2 separate regions of the Zea mays genome follow, and region 1 is linked to region 2. The links are chromatin contacts, called in public Hi-C maps. All regions are on one chromosome and are shown on one strand. The core of a region is the stretch at or near the end of the contact, and the rest is flanking DNA. Distances in the headings are between cores, read along the strand shown. Region 1 holds the start of LOC100282705 (deoxyhypusine synthase 1). Region 2 holds the start of LOC100283579 (IAA13 - auxin-responsive Aux/IAA family member).

The links. A called contact is a pair of places that touch in the nucleus more often than the background predicts.
Region 1: a Hi-C map of root tip shows a contact between it and region 2, with 3 times the contacts expected there. The contact joins the promoter of LOC100282705 here to the promoter of LOC100283579 in region 2. A contact is called at or near these places in 6 of 25 Hi-C or Micro-C datasets (bundle sheath, endosperm, leaf and 2 more).

Annotation. Positions count from the first base shown.
Region 1 is chr5:8,460,737-8,465,104 of Zm-B73-REFERENCE-NAM-5.0, forward strand. LOC100282705 (deoxyhypusine synthase 1) reads right to left here and starts at 1,616. Exons shown (of 7, transcript NM_001155612.2): 1 at 1,311-1,616; 2 at 594-761; 3 at 228-446. The coding sequence starts at 1,532.
Region 2 is chr5:8,243,782-8,247,919 of Zm-B73-REFERENCE-NAM-5.0, forward strand. It overlaps LOC100283579 (IAA13 - auxin-responsive Aux/IAA family member), which reads left to right and starts at 2,848. Exons shown (of 5, transcript NM_001176827.2): 1 at 2,848-3,382. The coding sequence starts at 3,162. LOC103625891 (protein transport protein sec23-1) reads right to left here. Exons shown (of 3, transcript XR_552580.4): 3 at 2,682-4,101.

The DNA of each region.
Region 1 (4,368 bases), core at 366-2,865, 220 kb after region 2:
TAATTCCATGTTAGGCTTTTCTTTCCTGCTTATTAGTGTCAAAGACAGTAGAAAATCTACAGCCCTCTAAAAGAAACATTTTACAGATTGCAAAAAAAAACATATTCATATTACACTTCTAGTATCTAATAGCAACTGCATACGACAAATGAAAGCCATGGTTAGCAAGTACATTTGTTTCAGCCACAAGAAATATTTTATAGCTTTGACCCAACAGGGATGCTTACCTCAGTAGATTGCTCCTGTAGCATCTGGTCGAAGAGTGGCATGATCCAGTTCTCAAACTTGCAATAGTTGTCATTGGGCACCAACAGATTTCCTATCCGGTTCAGTCCTTTTGACCGCAGCAGTGCTCCAGGTAAAGAAAAATCGCCTCTGTAAGTTGGTGCAAGGCATTTAATGAGATCCTCCTCTATACCCCCAGCACTTGTAACAATAACATCCACCTAAAGAACATAATTTTTCATTGAAGAAGTTAGTGACATTAGAACACTAGAGCTCAATGCATCTGGTAATAGACCACTTTACATAGGGACATTGAAACTTCTTTTCAATCTAAACATGCGCTTGTGATACAGAGTTGGAGAGTTTACCATGTGATGCTGAGCTAGAAAACGGATTATATCCCGGATGCCAGAAGACACGAGGTTCGAGGTGAAGCCCAGAAATATCTTGCACTTCACAGATGCTCTATATTTAGGGTCAAGTTCAGCTTCATCGCAATCCTCGCTGGGCTTCTCATGCGACAACCTCCAGTCTAACTTTAGTTCAGCCAAGCATAGTAAATATCAGAACCTCAGAAACCATAGTAGCGGATTCGACAAAACTGAAACTCAATAAATACGCCGAGGCAATATTGTAAGAGCAAAGGTATTTTTTGTGATTTAGGTGGCTCTCTACCTTAAACCAAAGGCAAGTCCAACTACAAATGTTTACTTGGCAGCAATATACAAGAAAAAGCAGAAACTTCCATAGCAATTTTATGTCCGTGTTGCTCGATTTAGGTGAAAACTTTAACCCGCATACTTGGGGCCCTTTCACTGTTACCGCAAATTCAAATAAACCTACATCACCGAGGAAGCTGTAACCGCTGGACATCTATCAGCTTGGCCATGTCTTCGAATGACTTGGCGCCTCCATGCATTTCCAGAACAAAATCCAGGCGACCTAAACATGAATTCGCCCGAGGTCCAACACAAAACACACTACAACAGACCTCGCATCGCACAAAACCACATAAACCTATCTCCTCCTCTAGGCAGTTAAACCCCCAAGCGCAGACTCGCCCAGCAGCGCAGCGAGCGACGTACCATCTGGTTGACGACGTCGATGGCGTCGCCGAGGTTGGATGCCTGGAACCCGGTGGACGCGAGCGAGGCGAGCAGCCCCTCGAGTCCGACGGCCGGGTCGTTGAAGTCGGCGCCGGCGATCCTCGTGAACCGCGACTCGTCGAGCGACTCCGACGGCTTGAGCACGATGGAGCGCACGCCCTCCAGCGCCTCCAGTTCGCCGCCTCCCGCACCGGCGGCCATCTCTCGAGTCTGGAGGAGGAGCCCGAACCGCCGCAGCCGTGAGACAGCAGCCTCGCTTTCGCTTCGTTTTTTTTTTATTTTTCGCGCAGAAGCGGAAAAGGAAGAATCAGGTTCCGCGCGGCCCGCCTTTTTAGTGCGGTGGTCGGCCCATTGAAATTTGGGTTTCCGAGATTTTGGGCCGAGACTGAGCGAATCTGGCCCAGCACCGCCAATCTAGTGAGGCTTGATGAAACTGCCGTGGATAGCCTTGCAAACTCACCCAGTCACTTGGCGAGCAGCGCCTCGTCTACGCCCGCGACTTCCGAGAGACCGAGACCGGCCGTGCCGCACGTCTGGCATAGTTTGTTGATGCTGATGGCTACACCTACATCAACGTAACAGAGTCTCCGGAATCAGCAAACCCTAGTCACATCGTCGTGCCTGCCAGCTGCAGCATTGCATCACCACCGCTGTTATTTGCGTACGTACCAGCTGCAGCTATCAAGGTCTGAACTCGATCTGCAGGTCCCCGACGGAATTATAACCAAAAGCTTGATCTGTCCCTCTCAGTCTCCCAACCGGTGCTGCCAGCTGCGGCTGACGAGTAGCTAGCTAGCCCTTACACGGACTGGAGCAGTGAAACCAACGTCTGAATCGTCGCTGATCGGCTGGCAAGGCAATGGCTGTTCCTCCGGTGTCGTCTTCTAAGCACTGCAAGAACAGAGGTTTGCAGGGCTAGACGATTGAGATCCAGTTAGTCATAAAGTAGCCCTAATCTAATCCACGGTGCAGCCAGCCACCGCGCCTAGCTTTGACCTCTCGTCGCTTAACAACAAGGGAGGCCGGGGCAGTTCCGCAAATACCCCGTGACGGCATGGGAGCTTCCGCAACTGGGCTGGCCTGGCCTGGCCACCACGTGCATGTCGAGCTCATGCAAAGTGCACGGTCCCCCACGGGCGGGCTGATGGTGATTGGTCAGGGTGAGGCGGAGGAGGAGATTGCGTTGGCCCGCCCGGTGTCGGCGTCAGCCGTCAGAAATTCCAATGCGGGGGGCAGGGGGCTAGCTCTGGAAGAAAAAAAACTCCAGACACCTCGAGTCTTGCGAACCTGCTCGAGGTCATGGGCTCAGGGCGGCTCGTGAGCATCCAGTGAGCCTAGTATGATTTTTAAGCTAGCTAGCTGATCCACCGAACCGAGCCGAACTAAATCGTTTTGACTCGCGTGTTGTGCCAAATTAATTAAACTATAAAATAATGATAGATAATAGATAACATTGCTTATAATATTAAATAAGGATTATATTTTATACATTTACATACTATTAAATTACTATATAATACAATATTATTTATCAAGATCTAGCTCGTGAGCCGAGCAGAGCCTCCTCTTTCAGTTTGTTGAGTGAATGATCTGAGCTAAACTGAGCTCGGTCTACCAACGAGCCGAGCCGAACCGAGCTCGACTCGACTCGTTTCCGGCTTACGGGGGCGCACCTCTCCTCTCCTGTTGACAAGTTGTGTTCATACTTCATCGTTCACATCCACCACACCCAAACCTAGCATGCTTGCTCCTCGCCAAGTCGCTGAATCGATATGGTTTCGCCTCTCTGAAATTCTTCACATCCATATTATCTCTTAACTGTATTTATGATGATCAAGAGGTCCAGGGATTATATCATGCAGTATACAATCATTAACATTCTCGCCCATCCTTTAAACATTAACAATTGATTTCCAACAACAGGTTCACAAAAACCATATAAATTCCATCAATCTTCCATTATCGTGACATATCTAACATTGTTACAAAAAATGTTAGTTATAACAATGTTATGTTATCATTAATCATTAAAACTTATCTAGAGACCTAGATGCTCTCAAATATGATAATGTGTCAAATTAAATACCCAACTTCTTAGTGGTCTAAAGTTCCTTTTGTATCCAGTCTATAAAGCTTTAGGTGAGCCACAATTACTTGCCCACATCGTTGTTTGAAAGCATCTAGGCCCCTGGTTGGTTTTAGTGATTAATGACAACGTAATATTATATGCGACTAACGTGTGTTTTGCAGAGACAAATGGTAAGTTAGGTCGCATGACAGGTAGAAGTACTACAACGGTGAAAACAATCCCGGAGATAAGAACTCGAAGCGACGGCTAAAACGACGGAACAAAAGGTGAAGGTCTACGGAGTCCGAGTGTCAAGGAGATGTGGACACTCGCGATTTAGTTAGGTCTTTTATTCTCTTTTAGCCGTACTATAAAGAGGGGTTGTCGATGAGTAGTTTGACCAAGAGAGTTCTAGTGTAGTGTTGGTGCACAATCACACTCATATACAGTGCTAGGTGTCACTCTAGAACTCACACACAAGTTAGAGCAAAAACTGATTTGAAAATCAGGTGAAAAACAAGAGTTAGGGTTTCTGGCTTAGGGGCACCGGACTGTCCGGTGTGCACCGGACTGTCCGGTGCACCCTCTGCCAGGTGGGGCCTGGCTGGTCCACAGCAGAGTCTTCCCAGTCGCAGAAACCCGAGAGCGCAGTCTTTGGAGATGAATTTTAGTGGCACACCGGACACCGCACCGGACTGTCCGGTGTGCACCGGACAGTGGACTGTTCACTGTCCGGTGCGCCATGAGTCCAACGGCTCTGTGTCAGAACTAGCCGTTGGAAGTGACCGTTGGCGCACCGGTGGCGCACCGGTGGCGCACCGGACTGTCCGGTGCGCCATCGCGCAGCACATTGCCTGTAACGGCTAGTTGGTGGGTGAGGGCTATTTATACCCCCTCCACCCACCATATTCAATGTCTTGCACTCCACATTTATTCCAGCACCTTGGTAGAGTATTGCAAGCACCAAAA
Region 2 (4,138 bases), core at 1,598-4,097:
ATGATGAGTTATACAAATTTGTAGTTGAAAACCTTTTCATTTAAATTAATTTACTGCTTTAAAATATGATTTTTAATTGTCTTTGCCTAGTGTTGAAAAAAACACTCGGCAAGAAGCTATTTGCCGAGTGTCAAAAATATAACACTCGGCAAAGAGTTTCTTCGCCGAGTGTTTTCGTTTACCGAGTGTTTTTTGTGTGACACTCGGAAAAAAACTTTCTCTACCGAGTGCTCGAAAACAAACATTCGGTAAAATATTTGGCACTCGACAAAGAACCAAATTTTGGTAATGTTACCTCTTTCAGTAACCATTAATTGTGAGTTGTGTCAGTAGAGTGCATGTCTAGCAGGGTGCAGTTTATTTTAGATCTTTTTCGTTGGCGCTTAAGTGGGCTGGGAATGATTGGAGGAAACCTGCTAATCCGCTGTGCTGCTGCTTCCATCATGCTAATGCCGGATTAATTAAAGTAAACCATTCCGCGGAATATGGTCGCGTGGAGCTGGGGGGAATCCGTTCCGTGCCCCCCACATGCACGCCGGCGTGGGGCCGACACCTGAGTTGACCTGCCTCCCCGCCCTCCCGGCACGTGGGCCCCTCCATCCCTCTCTCCTAGCTGCGCTGCTCAGCCTATCTGCAACCGTTATCCCTAAATTTTTCCTTATATATCACTTTTTTCCTCTATTTCCCTCCTATTTTTTCATCTCCCGCAGCGGTTTCCCTAAATACTCCCCCTATACCCCACTACCACTATAAAATATCATTTTGTATACTAACTATTGATTTTTTATCTACTAACAATTACTCGTGAACCCACAACACAATGTTTAGGGTGATAAACAGTGACACGCTAAATCTGGAAAGAGAGAGAAGGGAGCCGACACGTAGAGGGCGCTGTAGGGAGCACCGCTGTGGCTATAGGGTGCCTCCTACAGCCGACATGCAAGGAGAGGGGGCGGTAGCGTCGACCGCTGCAGTCAGTCTGATCTGAAAGGCATTGATCGTTTCCCCCTCCAGCTGTCACCGTCAATCCGTTTGCCTAGGGTGGTACTGGCAGATCGCAGTTTGTTCGCTACTGATTTTACAGTATTTTATCTGAATTGCAGCAGCAGCCGAAGCTTGCTTTTTCTTTCTTTCTTTCTTTTCAAATGCCTTATTATTATTTTATTACCAGCATAAGTACCTTATTACGAGTGAATCGGAGAAATCGGTGGCTTTATTTTGTTGTGGTCATGTAACCAGCAGTGTTTTTACGGTGACAGGACGGCTACGATATGCCGAAGCAGACAGCAGTGGCGACAAGGTAAGGACGAGCCAATGATGGCTGAGCCAGCCATCGATCAGTTTCTTTTCACCACTTGACCACAGCAATGATGGTGCTTCAAGTCGGTTTCCCACGACGGTGTCAAATCGTAATGGCCATGTCCACCGTATGGGGATCGTATATCTCCAGCTGGACGCCAGGAAACCGAAGAAAAATTAGGCAAGTTTAGGCCAAGCACTCGGTTTTTAAGTAACTGATTTATAAAAATTGAGATAGTTAAACATACCAGTTTATAATTCAGTTTATATAAATTAGATTTTCAGTTTCTTAAAAACCAAGTAGGTGACCTCTCCTATCTAAAATGCAAAAACTGTTTTCTTAAAAATATTTTGCTTCCAAACAAGATCTTAAAGAGTCGACAGATACAATTCGGTGACTGACCAAATACTGTAAGAGGCTAATCCTGCTAATTAAGGCAAAAGTGAAACTTTTTTTTAGAAATAGTAAGAGTTGCTTAATGCTCTTCCAGTTGGAATTGTAAGTCGTTTTTATTTTCATATATTCTCTCTATTTTAAATTATAATCAGATTTAACATTTTTAATTATACAATTTTTGCTGTACATTTAACTATATATACACCATATATAAATACTTACTTTAAAAATATGATGTCCATAAAAAGTACAACATCTTATAGCATGAAGAGATACACTGTAGAAAATACAAAAAAAAAACGTAGAAATACCGTAGATGCTAGAACTGAACGAGATCCACAAACAACTTGTAATTTTAAAGAAAATTAGTAGTAGTGCATGTCAAAGCTTTTAAGACTAGTTTGGGAACACCGTTTTTCTAAACGATTCCATTTTTTTAAAAAAACTAATTTTTTATGAAAAAATAAAAATCAATTAAAAAAATAGTATTCCCAAACTAGCCCTTAGATTTTGACATTCTTCACCAACGATGAGAACCATCCGATAGAGGGAAGGACGGTTAGACGGTGACGTCAGGCCGCACATCATGCTAGGGGAGGGTCGGGAGGAGCACCGGGCACCGGCAAAATAGGCGCAGATCCATTGCATTCTCATCCTGCGACACATGTCGGTATCCGGCAACCGGCATGCAGGGCCTAGGCTCCTTTCCTTTTCTTTCACTAGCCAGCCGTGAGCCGTGCATGACACTCTGTTTCCTACCCTGTTTTCAGGAACCTCTCGTCATCTTTTGCTGTTAGTACAGGGGTGTTTGAATATATTAGAGTTGATACTTAGTTAACTAAAAATTGCTAGCGAAATTAGTTAGTAAAGTATTACTCCCGTTTTTTGAATATATGTCGTTCACTAGTTTATTTTTAAACTAAAATATGACAAATAAAAAAGAATGAAGAGAGTAACTTGGTAATTTGCTAAAGGAAGCTAATAGTTAAATTATTAGCCCCACTGTGCTAGCAAGCTGGCCTCTCTGCCCATGAATACAGAATCCAAACGAAGAAAACATGGAACAAAAATAATTGGCTCCAACCTCCAACTGGGCTCACTCATGCTCCAACTAACTGCTAAGTTGCAACCCCACTCCCATTTCTATCTCTCTCCTCCTGCCATCACCCTAGAATAGGAGCATTTACCTCCGCTTTCTCTCTCTCCCTCTCTTCCATCCTCATGCTCCCTCTATATATACACATCTCCACCCTGTTGCTGGGTCCTCTCTTCCACCCACTGCAACCCCAAATCTCTCCTTCCTCACACACGCGAAGCTGAGAGACCAAAGAAGAAGAAGAAGGAGCGAGCAAGCAGAAAGTTAGCTAGCTGCTAGCGTGGAAGTGCCCAAGGCGAGAGAGAGAGACAAGCCTAGGACGGCCGCGCCAGGCTAGCCAGCCAGCTGCTAGCTCCTGCGGACGAGCCGATGGCTGGCGCCGACGTCGACGTCGGGACGGAGCTCCGGCTCGGCCTGCCGGGAGGAGGCGCCGCGGCGGCCAAGAAGGACACCATCGACCTCAAGCTGAAGCTGCCCACCGCCGGCATGGAGGAGGCGGCTGCCGCCGCCAGGCCGGAGCCGGCAGCCGAGAAGGCCAAGAGGCCCGCCGAGGCGCCGGCCGCCGATGCCGAGAAGCCACCTGCACCCAAGTACGTACACACATCTGCACACACGCATGCTGATTTAATTTGTCTGCACGGGTTATAGGCTTAAATTGACTGCTACTAGTAGTACTATCAAGTAGTAGTAGTTACCGTGGCTGTTCAATTAACACGAGTCCGAGATGCTAACTTTTTAAGCAATGATTTGGAACGCGTTATTAACCATGAAATTCCTGTGAGCTGAGTGCCATCTATGATATATATACAAGGGACTGTGTTTTCCCTCCCTCTTTTCTGTGTATGGAATAATAATACAAAAATATATAGCGTAATGGCATTTGGTAGAAAGCCTGTGCGTGACTTTATGTGCATGTCCTTGATGCTCTCTTTTTTTCCCACGCTCCTTGCTTCCTTTTATTTATTCAGGTTTTTTTTTGTATCTATAGTACGCCGAGTAATCTTAGCAAATCAACGGGACGATTTGAACAGGGTAAAATATCCATAGAAAAAGGATCCTCTGGGCAGAAAGTGCACACGGAGAAACTATTGTGTATGTCCCTTGTCGCTCGCAAAAGCGCGGCGCGAATTATCATCACCTTTTTTTAAAAATAAATAAATAAATAAAACGCATACCAGCATGTTCGTTTAATGGCTGGCTTTGTCGGTCCATGCCTGAAAGTGAATGGTGTACTTACTTAACCTTCTGGCAGTGGCAGATTCCATTAGGAGGATGGTGGCCGCTGTGTAGCCTTTTCCCCTCTTTTATACTGAAATAGAATGAACGGTTATGATTAATTGGATCTT